Linked DNA regions of Mus musculus: region 1 is linked to region 2. The links are chromatin contacts, called in public HiChIP or PLAC-seq maps. All regions are on one chromosome and are shown on one strand. Each heading gives the region's core, a stretch centred on a gene start, on an enhancer-like site or on the middle of the called end of the contact. The rest is flanking DNA. Distances are from core to core; before and after follow the strand shown.

Evidence for each region. HiChIP or PLAC-seq counts read pairs in DNA pulled down with a chosen protein or histone mark.
Region 1: an H3K4me3 HiChIP or PLAC-seq map of embryonic basal ganglia shows a contact between it and region 2, with 3 times the contacts expected there. The contact joins two enhancer-like sites. A contact is called at or near these places in 1 of 15 datasets of contacts at CTCF or cohesin (the NIH/3T3 cell line), 2 of 115 datasets of contacts at active chromatin or transcription factors (embryonic basal ganglia and embryonic stem cells) and 1 of 9 other capture datasets (embryonic stem cells).

Annotation. Positions count from the first base shown.
Region 1 is chr8:48,507,145-48,510,673 of GRCm38.p6, forward strand. The region is part of intron 2 of Tenm3 (teneurin transmembrane protein 3); the gene reads right to left. Among named protein-coding and RNA genes, the nearest start is that of Gm39178, 150 kb to the right of the region's middle. Within about 2 kb of position 2,092, at least 48 of the 459 cell types and tissues checked have an H3K27ac peak or open chromatin away from gene starts, as enhancers often do. A contact at or near this core is called in embryonic basal ganglia, where this site is marked.
Region 2 is chr8:48,177,556-48,181,539 of GRCm38.p6, forward strand. No RefSeq gene overlaps it. Among named protein-coding and RNA genes, the nearest start is that of Gm32194, 27 kb to the right of the region's middle. Within about 2 kb of position 2,001, at least 20 of the 459 cell types and tissues checked have an H3K27ac peak or open chromatin away from gene starts, as enhancers often do. A contact at or near this core is called in embryonic basal ganglia, where this site is marked.

The DNA.
Region 1 (3,529 bases), core at 842-3,341, 330 kb after region 2:
TTCAATTGTGAGTACACCAACAGACTTCTAATGAATCTGCAGTCGAGAAAGAAAACAAAGTAAATAAAACCACGTAGCTATGAACAGCTCTGAGACTGACAATGATGGCAGTGAGCAGAAATCGATCAAATCTCTCACTGGAGCCAACGCCATCTTCTTACAATGCAGACAAGGACCACAGACCCAAGGCACAAACAAGCGTCAATGAATGGCTGATTCTCCCCAACAGGAACGAACACACACACACACACACACACATACACACACACACACACACACACACATACACACACACACACACACACACACACACACACACACGCCAAAGTGCACACATGCATACACACTCATAGGTGCACATACACATGTACACACACATGCACACACATGCACATACACTCTCACAGGTGTGTGTGCACACACACACAGAGTATGTACACACATAGATGTATATGCACAAGCAGGAGTGCACACATGCATACACACTCATAGATGCACATACACATGCATACACACATACATGCACGCACATGCTCACAGGTGTATATGCACACACACAGCACATGTACACACACGTACATGAACAAGCAGGAGTGCACACATGCATACACACTCATAGGTGCACATACACATGTATACACACATGCACACACATGCATATACATGCTCACAGGTGTGCTCGCACACACACCCAGCGCATGTACACACACGCACACACAGTGAATGTACACACACACATGTACATGCACAAGCAGGAGTATACACATGCTTACACACCACAGGCACAGGCACACACACACATACATGCACGCAAACACATGCACACAGGTGCTCACAGGTTCACAGGTGCACACACTACTTCCTGTTTTGAAGACTCTATAGTTATAGTTATTTTCCCCCTTTAGAAAAATGTACTCTGAGAAAAAAATGTACCCTGTAAAATGGTTTGAATAAATTCCTGTGTATCATTTATGTAGAAGAGAGGGAGGGAGACGGAAACAGGAAAACAACACTCCAAGGCCCTAAATAAATTAGCCCTATTTAAAAGGGCAGAACTAACCCACTGCTTTAATGGTGGTTTCCATTAAGCTGGAACGGTAATATTAAACCACTTCAAACTACTGGCAGGCCAGAGTAAACGGAGCAGCCTGTGAGTGGCCCCTTTAAAAAAGGGTCTGGACACACAAACTTCCATTCTGCCACGCAGTAAGGAAATGCTGAATAAATTAACTTTTTCCAAAGGCCATTATACCTTAGCTCCTCATTACAGATCTCATTACGGACTGTCTTTATAACACTCACCTGACAATATCATGCAGAATGCTTTTAGCTTCTGAGGTCAGGCTAAATAAGAGAACAATTCTCCTATTTATAGCAAAGGTTGAACTTTTCTCATTTAGATGTTTAAGCTGCTAACCCCTGAGTTTAATGTAATTAGGGAAGGGATATTCAATTTACAGTATCCACAAGTAATGATAATTAAATTGATCCAAAAAAGCTGTTGGTAAGCATAAGATACCTTTGTAATTACATCCCGTTTTCAAAATGACTTTAGTACTGTGAACTTGAAGCATTTCAGCAAATGAAGGCCAATACACATAAAACGGAAACTACAGTAGCTTAGAAGCCGGGCTGTTTAACATAATGAGCAACGTCACCAGAGGGAAATCTCAAAAACATTCTATAATTCACCACGACAGCCCATGCTTCAGCACTCCCTCTCACAGATAACCATTAAAAATATGTTAAGACCGTCTTCATTTTTTTCAAATCAATTCTTCATTAATAAAATTATTTGGGGCCTCGAGTTTAAAAGGCAACTGCAGAACCAGCTCTTCCCCCCTCGACCCCCTCCCCATTTCTCTGTTAGGAAAATGGCTATCGCTTGCTTCAGTTTTCTGTTTGTTTGAAAGAACCCACCAGAGCTATGAATATGAAATCGCTTTCCCCAGGAGCCCTGGAGATGAGCTAGGTCAGCATTCCACCAGGACTAAGGTGAAGAATAAACAAATAACCACGCTCACTGCAGCTGCAACGATCAGACTCTGGGAAAATTATTCAGGCATTATGAGAAAGACGGTATTAAATGCTGCCCCTTGCAGCTTCACGGCTCTCTGAATATTCACATCGGAAAAGGGTGAGCACTTAAGGGGTATCGTCAGAGAGCTGGTCCATCTGAGCGTCTTCCATTAGGTTTTCGTCTTAAAGGACCAGGGCGGGAACGTCTGCCGGACAGGCAAAGGGCTTGTCATCATTCATTAAGATCACGGCTTTGCTCAGGCTTCCGTCAATGAGGACCACAAGGAGCCTATGGAAGAGTGCTGAGCACGCGGCTCTGAGGAGGCTGCCGTAATGAACAGGCTTCCTCTTGGTTCTACCGCACAGCTTCCGGAGTTCCCATTGGAAGCTCTCCCCAGCTAGTCTCCCCCGTGGCACTGTTGGATACTGCTCATTTCTACCCAAATTCCGAAAGGATAGGTTAAGGGAAATAATTTAAAACACAGCCAAAGCACAAAGATTAATGAATAATTCCTTCTAGTGTTAAGACATACCTTCAACCACACACACACACACACATACACACACTTCTTTATGGTTTTCTAACTTTTGACATCGGTTATACTAACCACCAATGCAGAAACATCAATTCTACATAATTTCAAGAAGCCATTGAACATAAAATGGAAAATATAGCAAAGACTAGCCTAATATTTATGTCTCTATAAGAGAGCATCATATAAGAATGTCTATGTTTCCCTCCCCAGTTTGAAAAATTTTAAAATGGGAGAGCACGATACCTATGTACCAAGCAACAGAGAGAAATATGACTAGTTATTAAGATAACAGTCACAGTGGGGAAATCTTGGATGGACACGCATTCGCATTCCAGTTTTATTAATTTTATAATTCTACATCAACATAATTCTGTGTTAATGAACCAACTATAGAATTTTTCACAATTGGCTTTATTTCACGTCGAATTATATACACTATTTCTTTATATTAAACTCCAAATGTGATAATATCTATGGTTTAAAGTGCATGAAACCAAGACAGTGTTAATGTATATAATGATCATAAAGCAGAGAGGTACAATCTAACTGACTGAACAGAAATCAAGAATGGTATTTAATGACTTCATGAGGAAAATAAATGACCCTCACACCCTTAATGGATTAGTGTCAGTCACGAGCAACACAACATCCATCCCATAATGCTGACACCGTCTCGCTCGGAGGGCTATCACTTCTCATTGGAGTGCCTTAAAGCCTCACCTAAGGAAATTGCGTTTTAATGCTATTTCAGATGTCGTTCTGAGAGGATTTTTACAATCCCGCTTTATTCAGCACGAGGCATGTTCTGAATTCTTACAGCGAGTCACTGTCATTGGGCTCCGTCCTAGGTCATCCTGGCAGAGCCTCCCAACGAGATGAAACCCGGAAGACACAGAACGGTAACACTTTATAACATTGCTCAAACAACTCATTGGCTGATGCCTGGCCTTGACTTCATAGTCTCTTAATGTTAC
Region 2 (3,984 bases), core at 751-3,250:
GAGTTGACATATTGATAATCAAGTGTTCCAAATGGGGAGCAGATGGCCACAGAGGGCCATTTCATTCCCGTCCTTTCTGCCTAGCATCCACTATCAAGGGGATCTGGCCCAATCTGTGCCTTTGTACCCTCAGTGTCTGGCATAGAGGAGTTACTCAAATAGTATCTGTTAAAAATAGGCGAGGGGTGTAGCAAGAAGTGAGATGGGCTAGGCTGACTCCATAACAGGCTTCAACTTGGCAGTTCAGGAGGCTAGGTATAAATCTCTGTTTCCAGAATGGGCAAGTTCAGGCAACTCCAGGCAAGTCAGTTACTGGAAAATAACAACAACAACAACAACAACAACAACAACAGCAGCAGCAGCAGCAGCAGCAGCAGCAGCAGCAACAACAACAACTACTACTACACCCAGGCCTCAGGCAGCCCATCAGAAACTGCCCTGCCATCTGAAGCTGCTCCTCCCCCTGTCCTGAGTCAAGGGCAAAGGGTCAACAACAGTTTTCAGACTGCCCCAGCAACAGTTTCCAGTCCCCCACACCCCAGCAATGTTTCTGGAATGTCCCTAGAGATAGAGCCAACAGATTAAGATAGAGGTCACTTACCCTTCCCTAGAATTCCCCTAATGTGCTTTAAATTGGGCCTGTGAGCTCACTGGGGCACCTCCATCTTGGAAGATGGTAGAGCATGCTGAACTTCTGCAGAATAAACGCTCTTTGCTTTTGCATACTATTTAAGTCCAGGGTATCATTCGTGGTTGAATCATGGATCATCACAGGAGAAACAGCTATCTATGGAACAAACTCTGTGCCTAGAAAGGTGAGACTGGTTTTTGCCCCACTGCTAAAAAGTGTGTGCCCTCTGTTCATTGCTTAAGGCCTGTGGCCATCTTTCTTCTCTGCAACTGGTACTTTAAGGAACTCTGTGGTGACTCTGGAAAGGCTTGGGGTCTCCTGGAGGGAGTCCCCCAATGCTTCAGGTCCCCTCTTGGTATATGCTTGTTCCTCATGGAAATCCTGTTTTCATTCTGTCCCAGGTCTCAGTAGCATCTTCTCTTGTGTGTCCTTACCCCCAGTACTGAGTGCTGCCTCTGAGTTTCTTAACTGGAAGTGTTTCGAGGAGTTCTGGACAGAGTTTGGAGGACAAGTAAGATAACAAACAGAGCAGCACGGTATGCATCATTCTTTTTGCTGCTGTGGATTTGTGAGCTTTTGTTTCTCTTGAGCGTCTTGACTGTATCAACATAAAGAGGAAAACAAATTGCGTACACAAATCAAACCCCCAGCCCTGGCGGAGTTACTGTGGCCAAACAGGAGGAATTTGAAATGTGAGGATTATAGCTGTAGCTAATGGGGCAGGGACAAGAAACACTTGTTCTGGACTAGTAGTACCACACTCCCCTGTCATCCTCTGTCAAGTGTGTGATTTTAATGTTCGACAAAGGGAATGGTGAACCAGTAAAGTCACATTTAGACTCTCCTCCCCTCTGCTTGTCCTGTGACAGGCACGGGCCTTCCTAAGTTCTCCGATGGTGGGGTTTGCAGCAGTCTACTCAGCAGGGCAGGGCTTTGTCTTCTGTGCCTCGCCTTGAACCGTGCAATAAAGTCTCCTTTTTTAAAGCACAATACATTTTCCCCTTCCCTATTCTTCTGGGGCTTTTACCACTCACAATTGACAAAGGCCCCACTAATGGAAATGCAAATTTCCTACCTGTCAAAGGCTGAGAATGCTTTTTGCAAACACTGGCAGGGCAGGAAGTGCATTAGCATGCACATATCAGGGGGAGAACTGCTTTCCCATAAATTTGTGGGATAAAAATGTTTATTTGATGCTGGAGTAGAAATAAAATAGGAGCGATTAGATCTCCCTTGTAGACAGCAGGACTCCTTGGGAAATCTGAACTGGTGACTTTGGTTTCGACACAAGCAGTATTGAGACTCAAAAACACTTGTGTTGCTTTTCATAAAGGCTGTGACTTGGGGACCAGATGGGCAGAAAGCTCAGATGCCTTCGACTTCTTCCTCTTCTCTCTTGTGGACACAAAATGTAGCTCCCACCTCCAAAGGAATAGGGGATGGCTTAGCCTGAGCCAAGTATAAGTGGCTCAGGGACCGTATTTCAGTTGCCCTGAAAGACACAGTCAAACGTGACAGCAGGTATATGGGCTTTCATAGTCTCTGGACAAAGGAAATTCATAAATCAAGGCATTTTCCAACAACATTGGTAGAGACTTGGAGGAGAGTACAGGATGCTCTTACAGGATGCTTCCTGGTTACATTCTTTTTTATTTATTTATTTTTTTGTTTGTTTGTTTGTTTGTTTTTTGAGACAGGGTTTCTCTGTATAGTCCTGGCTGTCCTGGAACTCACTTTGTAGACCAGGCTGCCCTCGAACTCACAAATCCACCTGCCTCTGCCTCCCGAGTGCTGGGATTAAAGGCGTGTGCGACCACGCCCGGCTCTAGTTACATTCTTAAATATTGGGCTGGCAGAAGAGTTGTCACAGTAGCCTTTGGAGGTCTTTCAGGATGCGCTCCTCTATCATAATAGACTTTTGGGCTCTGCCTCCAGTTTCCTTGGCAATGTCACCACTTGGCAGGCCCCTTGGCCAAAATAGTGGAACACCTCTTGTTGTGTTTTATAAAAAGATAAGGAGAGAAAGAATTTGTTTGGTGGGCGGACGTGTGGTAAAGTGTGGAGGAAAGGGGTGTCTCTGCTGAGGCTGAAAGAAAATAAAACTTGAGACCTGTGATTCATGTAATTTATGTCAAATAGCCCAAAGAGTTTGTAAGCTTTGAAACCTGGGGCTGAGAACATAGCAGAACAGGCCAGGACATGCCGGAGCAGGCCGGTCGTTAAGACATTCCTGAGGCTGCTTGGCCATAAAGATAAAGAGAATGACATGTACGGACTGGCCCGGCGGCTCCCTATCTCCCGCCCTTCTGACCTAAGTTAAATGTTATCTGCATGTACAGTCTGCTAATGTTTAAATGAAGCAATCATGTGAAACCAATTCCTCCCCCAGTCCCAGCCCCTTTTCTATAAAAACCTCTAGCTTCCAAGCCTCGTGGTCAAAACCACTGTCTCCTGTGTGAGATACGTTTCAACCCGGAACTCTGCCATTAAACTACCTCGTGTTTTTACATCAAGGCGTTCTGTTCTGTTCCTGATTCTTGGGTGCACGCCGAATCAGGAATTGAGTGGGAGTTTCCCCACTAGGTTCTTTCAAGGCATCCCTTCCCACTGAGGGACCCAGCCATATGGTATATAATAGAGTGTATTTAGGGCATGGGGAGAGGAAGAGACAGGGCATGGGTTGAGAGAAAGGCAGAGAAAGAGACAGAGAGAGAGGAGGAGAGGCTGGCCATGAGCATGTGGAGAGAAAGTGGGGAAAGGGAATGGGAGGAGAGAAGGGGTAAGGAGCAGGAACAAGAGGAGAGAGCAAGAGAGCGAGGAGGGGGCAAGCTGCCCCTTTTATAGTGAGTCAGGCACACCTGGCTGTTGTCTTCTTCCTTAAGAGTTAATCCTGCTGGGTCTGGCTAGGAGACCATCCCCCAGGAGAACTGATTCATCTGAGGACACACTAAGGATATGGGAGGAATAATTACCACCCCTAATGAGATAATGTACTTACCCTCCCCCAAGCTGTCCACCACACCCTAGTTGCTTGCACATCCTCTGTAGTCACCAACAGCCAAATGTTCCGCTCACCAGGAGTCACATGTCCTCCCTATGCGCATATGCTATACTCCTTATAAAGCCAGGAGTCACATGCTCCCCCTATACATATATGCTATACCCCTTATAAAGCCAGTGCCTTCATGGTCTGGGCTCTTTCTCCTCCATCCTTGCTCAAGAGCAGCCTCTATATCTAGCCCACCCCCACCTCAATAAGTCTCTCCTGGGAGGTCTGTGGCTTTGTGGCATACTCTGCTGTTAAACCCTAACACTATTTGTAGATTGCGACTAGAAGGCCAGAGATAGATGAA